Regions from separate parts of the Zea mays genome. Here region 2 is linked to region 1. A link is a contact called in public Hi-C data. All regions are on one chromosome and are shown on one strand. Each heading gives the region's core, a stretch centred on a gene start, on an enhancer-like site or on the middle of the called end of the contact. The rest is flanking DNA. Distances are from core to core; before and after follow the strand shown. Region 1 has its middle 9.5 kb from the start of LOC100282695. Region 2 holds the start of LOC100282207 (2-hydroxy-3-oxopropionate reductase).

Evidence for each region. A called contact is a pair of places that touch in the nucleus more often than the background predicts.
Region 2: a Hi-C map of tassel shows a contact between it and region 1, with 3 times the contacts expected there. The contact joins the promoter of LOC100282207 here to the enhancer-like site in region 1. A contact is called at or near these places in 2 of 25 Hi-C or Micro-C datasets (ear and tassel).

The regions. Positions count from the first base shown.
Region 1 is chr4:124,471,921-124,475,944 of Zm-B73-REFERENCE-NAM-5.0, reverse strand. No RefSeq gene overlaps it. Among protein-coding and RNA genes, the nearest start is that of LOC100282695, 9.5 kb to the right of the region's middle. Within about 2 kb of position 1,949, at least 17 of the 20 cell types and tissues checked have an H3K27ac peak or open chromatin away from gene starts, as enhancers often do. A contact at or near this core is called in ear and tassel, where this site is marked.
Region 2 is chr4:125,205,400-125,209,423 of Zm-B73-REFERENCE-NAM-5.0, reverse strand. It overlaps LOC100282207 (2-hydroxy-3-oxopropionate reductase), which reads right to left and starts at 2,145. Exons shown (of 8, transcript NM_001155119.2): 1 at 1,806-2,145; 2 at 1,580-1,690; 3 at 1,352-1,453. The coding sequence starts at 1,910.

The DNA of each region.
Region 1 (4,024 bases), core at 700-3,199:
ACCAGGATAATCGCTTGTGTCACCTCGCACACCATTTAAGGCCCCTTTGGCAGGGCTCTGGCTTCTCCAAAAACGGCTTTGGCTCTGGCTCACGAGGTGAAGCCACTTCTTTAGATGAGCCAAAGCCATTCTGAAAAATCATTTGGCAAAACGGCTTATAGGTTGTTTTTCAGAAAGACCCTTGTATAGTTTATCTCTCCTGTACGTGGCTAGGGATTGAGGGCAGGACCAAAAAAAATAATTTGTACTGGTGGGAGGGCTATTGTGCAAAAATGACGTGAGCTGAAGCCGGGTGAGCCACTTTTTTGGCTCATGCCCTCTAGTTCATTTTGGAAAAGCACTTCACTGGTGAAGCTATTTGAAAAAGAGGTGTTTGGCACAACTTTTGCATGAGCCAGAGCCGAAGCTGAAAAATAAGCCCTACCAAAGGGACCCTTAGAGTCGACCACGCGGCTTATTTACTGGTTGGTTAAGGGCCTACGGTCCAAACACCGACAACACATAATCTATATTATTATTAAGAAAGATATATTCATAACCAATATATAAACTAATATTTTAATTATAAAAAGAACATGAAGAATAATTATGTCATTTTAACATTTCTTTTAGAAAAGCTCTATGGCGAGTAAAATTTGCAAAGAATATATAATTATAAGACTAAATCAAGTTTTATAGGAAAGGATAGTAAATATTTATCTTTTTATTAGGAAAACACTTGACCTAAATTTGAAAAGAAAACTATATTTAATCATATAATCCATCATTTTCAATTTAAATATATGAACAACAATTTTACTATTTTAGCATTTTTAGAAAACTTTATTATGAATAAGCAACTTATATACACACACGTGTATATATATATATATATATATATATATATATATATATATATATATATATATATATATATATATATATATAAACTTGAATACAAAATTAAATCATATTTTATAATATATATATATATAATTATTTATCTACTATTTTTTAACAAAATGTGATCTACTCTTTTCTTTTACTTCTTATTTAGAAAACTATACTTAAATCAATTTCAACCAACATAAATTAAACTAAGTTGTGAAAATATGAAAACGGATTGAAATAATAACTAAAAATATTAATCGCATACTTATGCAGCTAATCAAATAAATTCTAACTAATTTAGATTTAAATAATCAATTTAAAAAACGTATAAACTAGATCTCTGATTAACTGTAGTCATCAGAGGATATATCACGAATTAGACTTTTTCTACCTTGCTTCTCTCTAGTCACGGGCTCACGGCAGCAGGGACACGGCGAACAGGGGACAGCGGAGCTGGGCAGGGGAAGCCATCGCAGGGGCAGTGCCGAGATGGGGAAACGGCGGAGGAGATCGCGGTGAACTTGCTAGTGCTTTCCAACGGCGACGAGGAGACTCTGAGGTGCGGCAGTGGCATGAACAACGAACGACACGGCGGCTGCAGGAGAGCAGGGAGCGACGCTCGGCGCTCGCACAAATAGCGTCAGGTTCGACAGCGAGGTTGGAGGCGCGTAAGAGGAGCAGGGAGTGGAGGTATGGCGAGCAGGGGAAACGGAAAGGATGGGCTTCGGTCGTGGCTTTATTGGCCTAGACGAGGCGAGGGGGCGCCGGTTGTGAAGCAGGGACTCGCGTTCACCATTCATGATGGAAGCTGTAGCGTCGAGCTAGTGGGAAGTAACGGCGCGGCGTCCACCAGGGGAGAGGAGATGATCGGTCTGGCGTGGAGCGAAGGCGGCGGCAACACTTTCCACTGAGCTGGGGAGGCAAAGAGAGAGAGAGCTTAGCCGCAAGGCGAAGCAGCGGCGGTAGACGTCGAGGCGGCAGTTTGCAGCGGCGGCTGCGCATGCCGGCATGCGTCCCATTCTGCGTGCAGGAGAGAGACTAGGGAAGGAGAGAAGAAAGTAGTGGGTCCCACCTGTCATGCGCACATGGAGAGGGCTGGGGCTGAGCGTGGGCGGTCCTAGCGGCCTGCTGGGCTTCTGGCCGAACGGCCAGTGAGAGCGAGCGTTCGTGAGTTTTGGTTTTCCTTTTTTTAATTTCTTTTCTAGAATAGGTTATTCATTAAAAATATAAATATATTTTTAATACTTACATAAAATAATCAATTTGAAAAGAACTACTTTTAGGATAAATCTACTGATTAAATAAAATCAAGATTACAAAAAACATAAATCAACAAAAATAGGATTTTTTTAATCAAATAATTAATCACATATATAATCGCATGTTTCCTAAACCTATATATGCTATCAATTCATTATTATTTTATAAAATGAAGTTTTCATCTCACACAAGTTAAACCCAAAAAATGGATTTGCAAACCAAATAAAAAATGCTTCGGTAGAATGCGTCAAACACTTGGTAAATTTGTATCTATTCAAGAAAATATTTCATTTATTTATATTATCATTTGATTATTTGTAAACATGAAGATTTTTTTCTTTCTTTTGAAAATTAATAAATCAAACTAGGTTGCTTCAATTGATAGATTTAGGGTGTTTTACGGGCACTGTCTAGGAGCATGTGTCCTCTTTTATTCTATTTATTTTAATGAACTCATTTTGATTGTACTGATTTCTTAAAGTGATTTCTTGTAGAGATATCCTGATGCAAAGGGCTTGTATGGCATTTCATTATCACACCTTGATACCTTAGCCGCTATATGTGGGAAGGACAATGCTACAAGAGAAGGTGGTGAAGGTCTTGGTGATGCCATTTTAAACTTGCGGAAAGAAATAACTTTGGAAGAGAGCCATGATCGGGAAGTGGAAGAAGATAGTATGTCTAGAGAAACAACACGATGGGCTTTAGATAGGAACTCATTTGATTCTACTTCATCAACCTCTAAAGAAGGAAGCGAGACAAAGGAAATGAAAAGTTAGCAAGTCAAGTGACCCATTTTTGGATATGTTAGGTGGATTTCGTGGTGATCTTAAGAATGCTTCAAATCACATTGGAAAATGACTAAAATCATGGATCGTGAAGCTAAGCTCCAAGATGAGGCTACACATGAGGATCAAATGCAAGCCCTACAACAAAAATCTATAACAGAGCTGACTAGGTTGGGACTTACTGGTACTGTTTTTTGTCAAAGCAGCGAGTGTGTTTGTGAATGTGCCAAACCAGATGACCATGCTTTTTGTACTTCTAGAGACTCTAAGGAGAGAGTTCATACTAAACATGCTCGCCAGTAAGTTCTCAAGACTTTTGTATTGGTTGTTCTTTCTAGCTGTTAGTGCCATTAGGAGGCAACATTTTCAAGCCTTTTGTACTAGTTGTTCTTTCTAGCTGTGTTTGTCTAGCTGTTAGTGCCATTAGTGACAATTTTTAAGTAAAAACAGTTAAAACAGGGAGAGGGTGTTATGAGTCTTCTAGTAGATCAAAAACAATTTTTAGTTCAAAGCCTAACCAAAGAGGACCCTAATGATACTGGTTTATTTTAATAAATCTTGACACTTCTGTATAGACTCGATCACATTTAATTGAAAAGTTGAATTATATCTGATGCTTGTTGTATGGATTAAAATATGGATAATATATTATGCTTGTTGTATGCATCTAAATGTGCATGTACAAATTACTACATGTATTGTTTGACTATGACTTTGCTTATCTTTTTTTGTCCTTCATTAGATTAGGCTAAAAAAAAGTGAGATGAAGAGATGATAAGTTCTAATAAGCTAATGTTCATCTGTGAAGCTTTTGAAGTTGGAACAATTTTACAGCATGGATAATGGTCTGAAATTTCTGGAATACAAAATTTTGTGTAAGTTTGTGTAGATTTCTAGAAGTATGTGCAAGTTCCATAAATTCTTGCTCTTCATTGAACATGGTGATGCGGCACGGATAATGGTCCGAAATATGGAAGTATTTCTGTTATTTTTGTTGCTCGTATTGTCTACTGCAGTGCAATTTCCACATATCAGGCTGCAGCATTTCCAGATCGCTAGTAGCTATCCTGGCCGACAGCCAACAGTGTTATCGAACGCTGTAAACG
Region 2 (4,024 bases), core at 896-3,395, 730 kb before region 1:
TCTCTTTCTCGCTCGCTTATTTCCCTACTTCCTGTGTGTGACCACGACTCTTGTGTGCTGCCGGAGGTACACGTTGTGGCCATCGATTTTCTATCCATACAACTTACAGAACCGCAACAAGATTCCAGATCCTATCAATCTGGTATTGGAGATGCCGATTGACAATGACTCCGAGAAGCAGTCGTCAATCCCACCATAGGCCACCAACGGCACCGTGAAGGCCTTCGTGGACATCACCATGCAACTAGCTAATCTGACCACCCGCATATCGTCACTAGAGCACCAACAGGCGTCCTACTCTGTGAGCGCCATGCACCAGGGTTTTCCCTATAGGATGCCAGGGTACGGAGCGACGATGTTTCCATCCTTCTACAGCACCACCACTGTACTGGCCTCCACCACCCTGCTTGCCACCCTCCTACACACCGCAACAGCCACTATTGCCCCCTTCGTCCCTGCTATCAATGTTTCCGCAGGGGCCACCTTGCTCATCTGTGCAGGCCTCCTCCACTGTAAATGTTGCCCGTGCGCACGTCAGTTCAGGTGCAGTGTTCTTAAGGCGCCTAGGCGAGCAGGTGGACCAGAAAACCGCTTTAGCGCCTAGGCGGCGCCTAGGCGGGTATGGCGAGCAAGACGGCCAGTTTTGCCCGGGCGCCTGGACGCCTAAGCGTCGCCTAGGCGACGCCTTAAGAACACTGTTCAGGTGTTCCCCACTTCAGCAAGCTCGTCTTCTCCACCTACGACTGGCAAGGAGGACCCCCTAGAGCAAGATGAGGGCACATCATCATGTGAGCGATTCAAGGATCTTTGCCATCTGTGGTTCGGCCTAGCCATCTGCAGCAATCGAACTGATGAGGCTCCCCTTCCACACCACAGTACAAGATATAAACTTCGTAAGTCCATTTATGGTGAAGCTCATTGGACAGCTATCATGTAATCCTAGCCGCTTCCCATATATTTATAGAGCGTATTAATTGGTCGTGGCCCATTACACCTTTAATCCCAATACGAGTTGGACTCTAATCTGAATTATTTGTGATTGTCTCTTGGACATATCTTCAACAGGTTGCTCATCCTAAAACGGCTAACACTAGTAGAATACGATACATTAGACAAGCTTGATAAAATGGAAAGATATGATGCAAGGTCTATCCCTGCAACCATTGCTCAGTGGCGATCTAGATATCCAGACAATCAAACTACCTCGTCATCTACCACTGACGCCAAAAACAAAGAAAGCGGCATCTTATAGCTGCACAATAGCCAAAAACCAAATAGATACCAGAACTGAATGTAATGTAGGAAAAGAGGCTTTGCAATCTGATAAAACAGAAGCAGCTGAGGGAGATACCTCGCTAATCTTGGTCGAAGTTGCAGCGTCAACAGTGGACATGTCCACATAGCCCTTCCCGCTACCGATCTGCTCGAGCACGCCATCCTTGTCGAAGACGACCTAGGTGGAAAAACAGGGACCGCCGGACCGGAAATCGATTAGAAAAAAAAATGAAACGTCGCGTATTTCCTATATCCTGTATAAGAAAGAGGAACCACGGCTGAATAATATGAACCGTGTCTTAACTGATAGGGCGGCGCTGGGGTCGGAGAGCATGGCGATGGTGTATCTGCACTTGGAGACGACGGAGGCAGGCGTCTCCCCGACGGTGGCGCCGAGCGCGGCGAGCTCTTGGCACTAGGAGAAGAGGTCATGGAGATGTGATTTCGGGAGCACGCGTGCGGACGGGAGGCGACGGATTCGGATTTCAGCAGAACATAAGGGCGCGGGCGCAGCGGTTCCGATGCAATACCTTGGCGAGGGTCCTGTTCCAGACGGTGACGCGGAAGCCGTGGCGGAGGAGGTTGGTCGCCATTGCCTTGCCCATGATGCCCAGACCCAAGAACCCCACCTCCATCTCTGATTGCTGGCAGCCTTCTTCCTCCGTCCCCTCTTCCGCGCACGCGCGGACGGCAGACCTTGTCTCTCCTCTGTAGGTGTAGGCGCTTGGCCCCTGTGTGCGCGTGTGCTTGTGGCGGACTGCCGGGCGCCGCAGCCACAGCGATACACTTGTGCTCCTCCCAGTAGCGCAGCGGTGTGCAGGGGCAAACCCTCCTCTATCTGTGTCCGTCCCAGCCAATCCTCGATTTTCTTCTGTATGGTACTCGTAGTGTTTTTTTTTTTGTGGTCTTGTCTACGTAGCGAGAGAAGCGCAGGATGCCTAGATCGCCACCGTCTACAGTGCATCGGACAGTCGTTGTGGCCCTTCAGTTATTTATTTTATTATCATCTCTATTTTAAATTCCACCATATAAATAGTATAGTCTTCACTGTAAAACAGTATTTTGTACGGTCAAATACACGATGTAATGGCTATAGTTTAAGTATGTCGCTGAGCACGTGGACTAAGGGAACATATTGGATCAGGCACGGGTTCGTTGGATCAGTGGCTATTGATTGGGCCATTGGTGTTCACTTACTCAGGTCCATAACTTGTGAGGCTGGTACGAGTGCTTGCAGTTAAGATGTATAAAGTCCAATGGAGCAACCACACCGAAGAAGAAGCTACAGGGGAGATCGAGGATTTTCTAAGCAGAAACTACCCTGAATTCCTATTAAAAAGTGTTGGTACATAACCATACCCCATCACACCCCTTGCTTTCTGCTTTTAAGATGCCATCATACCTCACTACTTAAAGAAAATTGGAACCTCTAGATAAGGATAATAGGGCTTCCTTCTGAAGTTGCAAAGAGGATGACATCCGAAGAGCTGGTTGGCAAAATGTCTCAAAATGTACACCACCCCTGTTTAGGCAGTAGAGTCACCCACCTCCTTACCACTTATAATCTCACCCAAATCTCAGGACGAGATTCTTTTTAGGGGGAGGGTTGTAACACCACAGGTGTTACTCAGGGTTTCTACTCTGTACCCACACCCTTGACCTATTATCACATGTGGTTTAGTTAAGCCCAAGATAACCAAAACTTAGCAATCAAATGGTTAGCAAGTGTTTATTATTCTAAGATGCCTACCTTAACCTTATGGTGCCTATAACAGAGAGAAAAGTTTCTAAAAAAACTTAAGTCTATTCACATGAGACATATGAAACAATGCATAAATCAGGTAAAAAGACAATGAGGATAACATTATCATGAGTTGGACTAATTATACAAGTTGAAGATTACCAAAATATCTACTAAATATAGCAAGGAAGTTTCCCCAAAATGAATCTAAAATAGCCCCAAATTGGATACTCAACTAAGGAACCCAAAGGGGGAAATCAATATTTTCTCTAAGTCTTTTTCATCCCATTTTCAAAGATCAACCGTGTTCACCTAGCTCCAAAACTCAAAAGCAAATGGTCCTATGGACAAAGTGGCACCTAAATACCTCAGACACACCCTGGTGAAGTTTGAAACTAAACCAAAACTGTTTGACACGCTTTGGCCTGGTTTTTGTCGCGACCCATGCTGAGTGACAGACCCAACTTGACACAAGCTTTTCAAGCTTTTCTCCTCATCCTAAGCATATCTACGGTCGGAACTCACATAGAAAAGAAAGGATTTGGAACAGGGAAGAGACCTTACACGAGATCTTTGCCAAGATACACACGTTAGAGCAGCTAAATAGGTGCTTGGACATGGGCAGAAGCAAACCTCCACATGTTCGACCTCGGCTGGCACTCGGGAACGCGCTCTGACCGTGCCCACGCACGCCACGAGCTTTGGTCGGCTCGACCGCATGCCTAGCCCCGCGCCCGTGCCCACGCCTTCGCCTATAAGAAGCCCCAGCCCCTCGACTTTGCCCTTCTGCACGCCTCCCACCCTTGCCGACGACTGGACGCTGATGATTGTCAGGAAATCGAGCGCGGCGCTGTCCGCAAGCTCGCCAAAACCTCGGCCATCGTAGCCCGGCCATCCCATCCTATCTCCGCCTAGTCGAGCTCCACGACCAGCTTAGGCTAGTGAAGCTCCCCAAACACTCAGACCGAGCATGACTTCGCCGAAGACACTTGAAAGCATCTAGGCCCC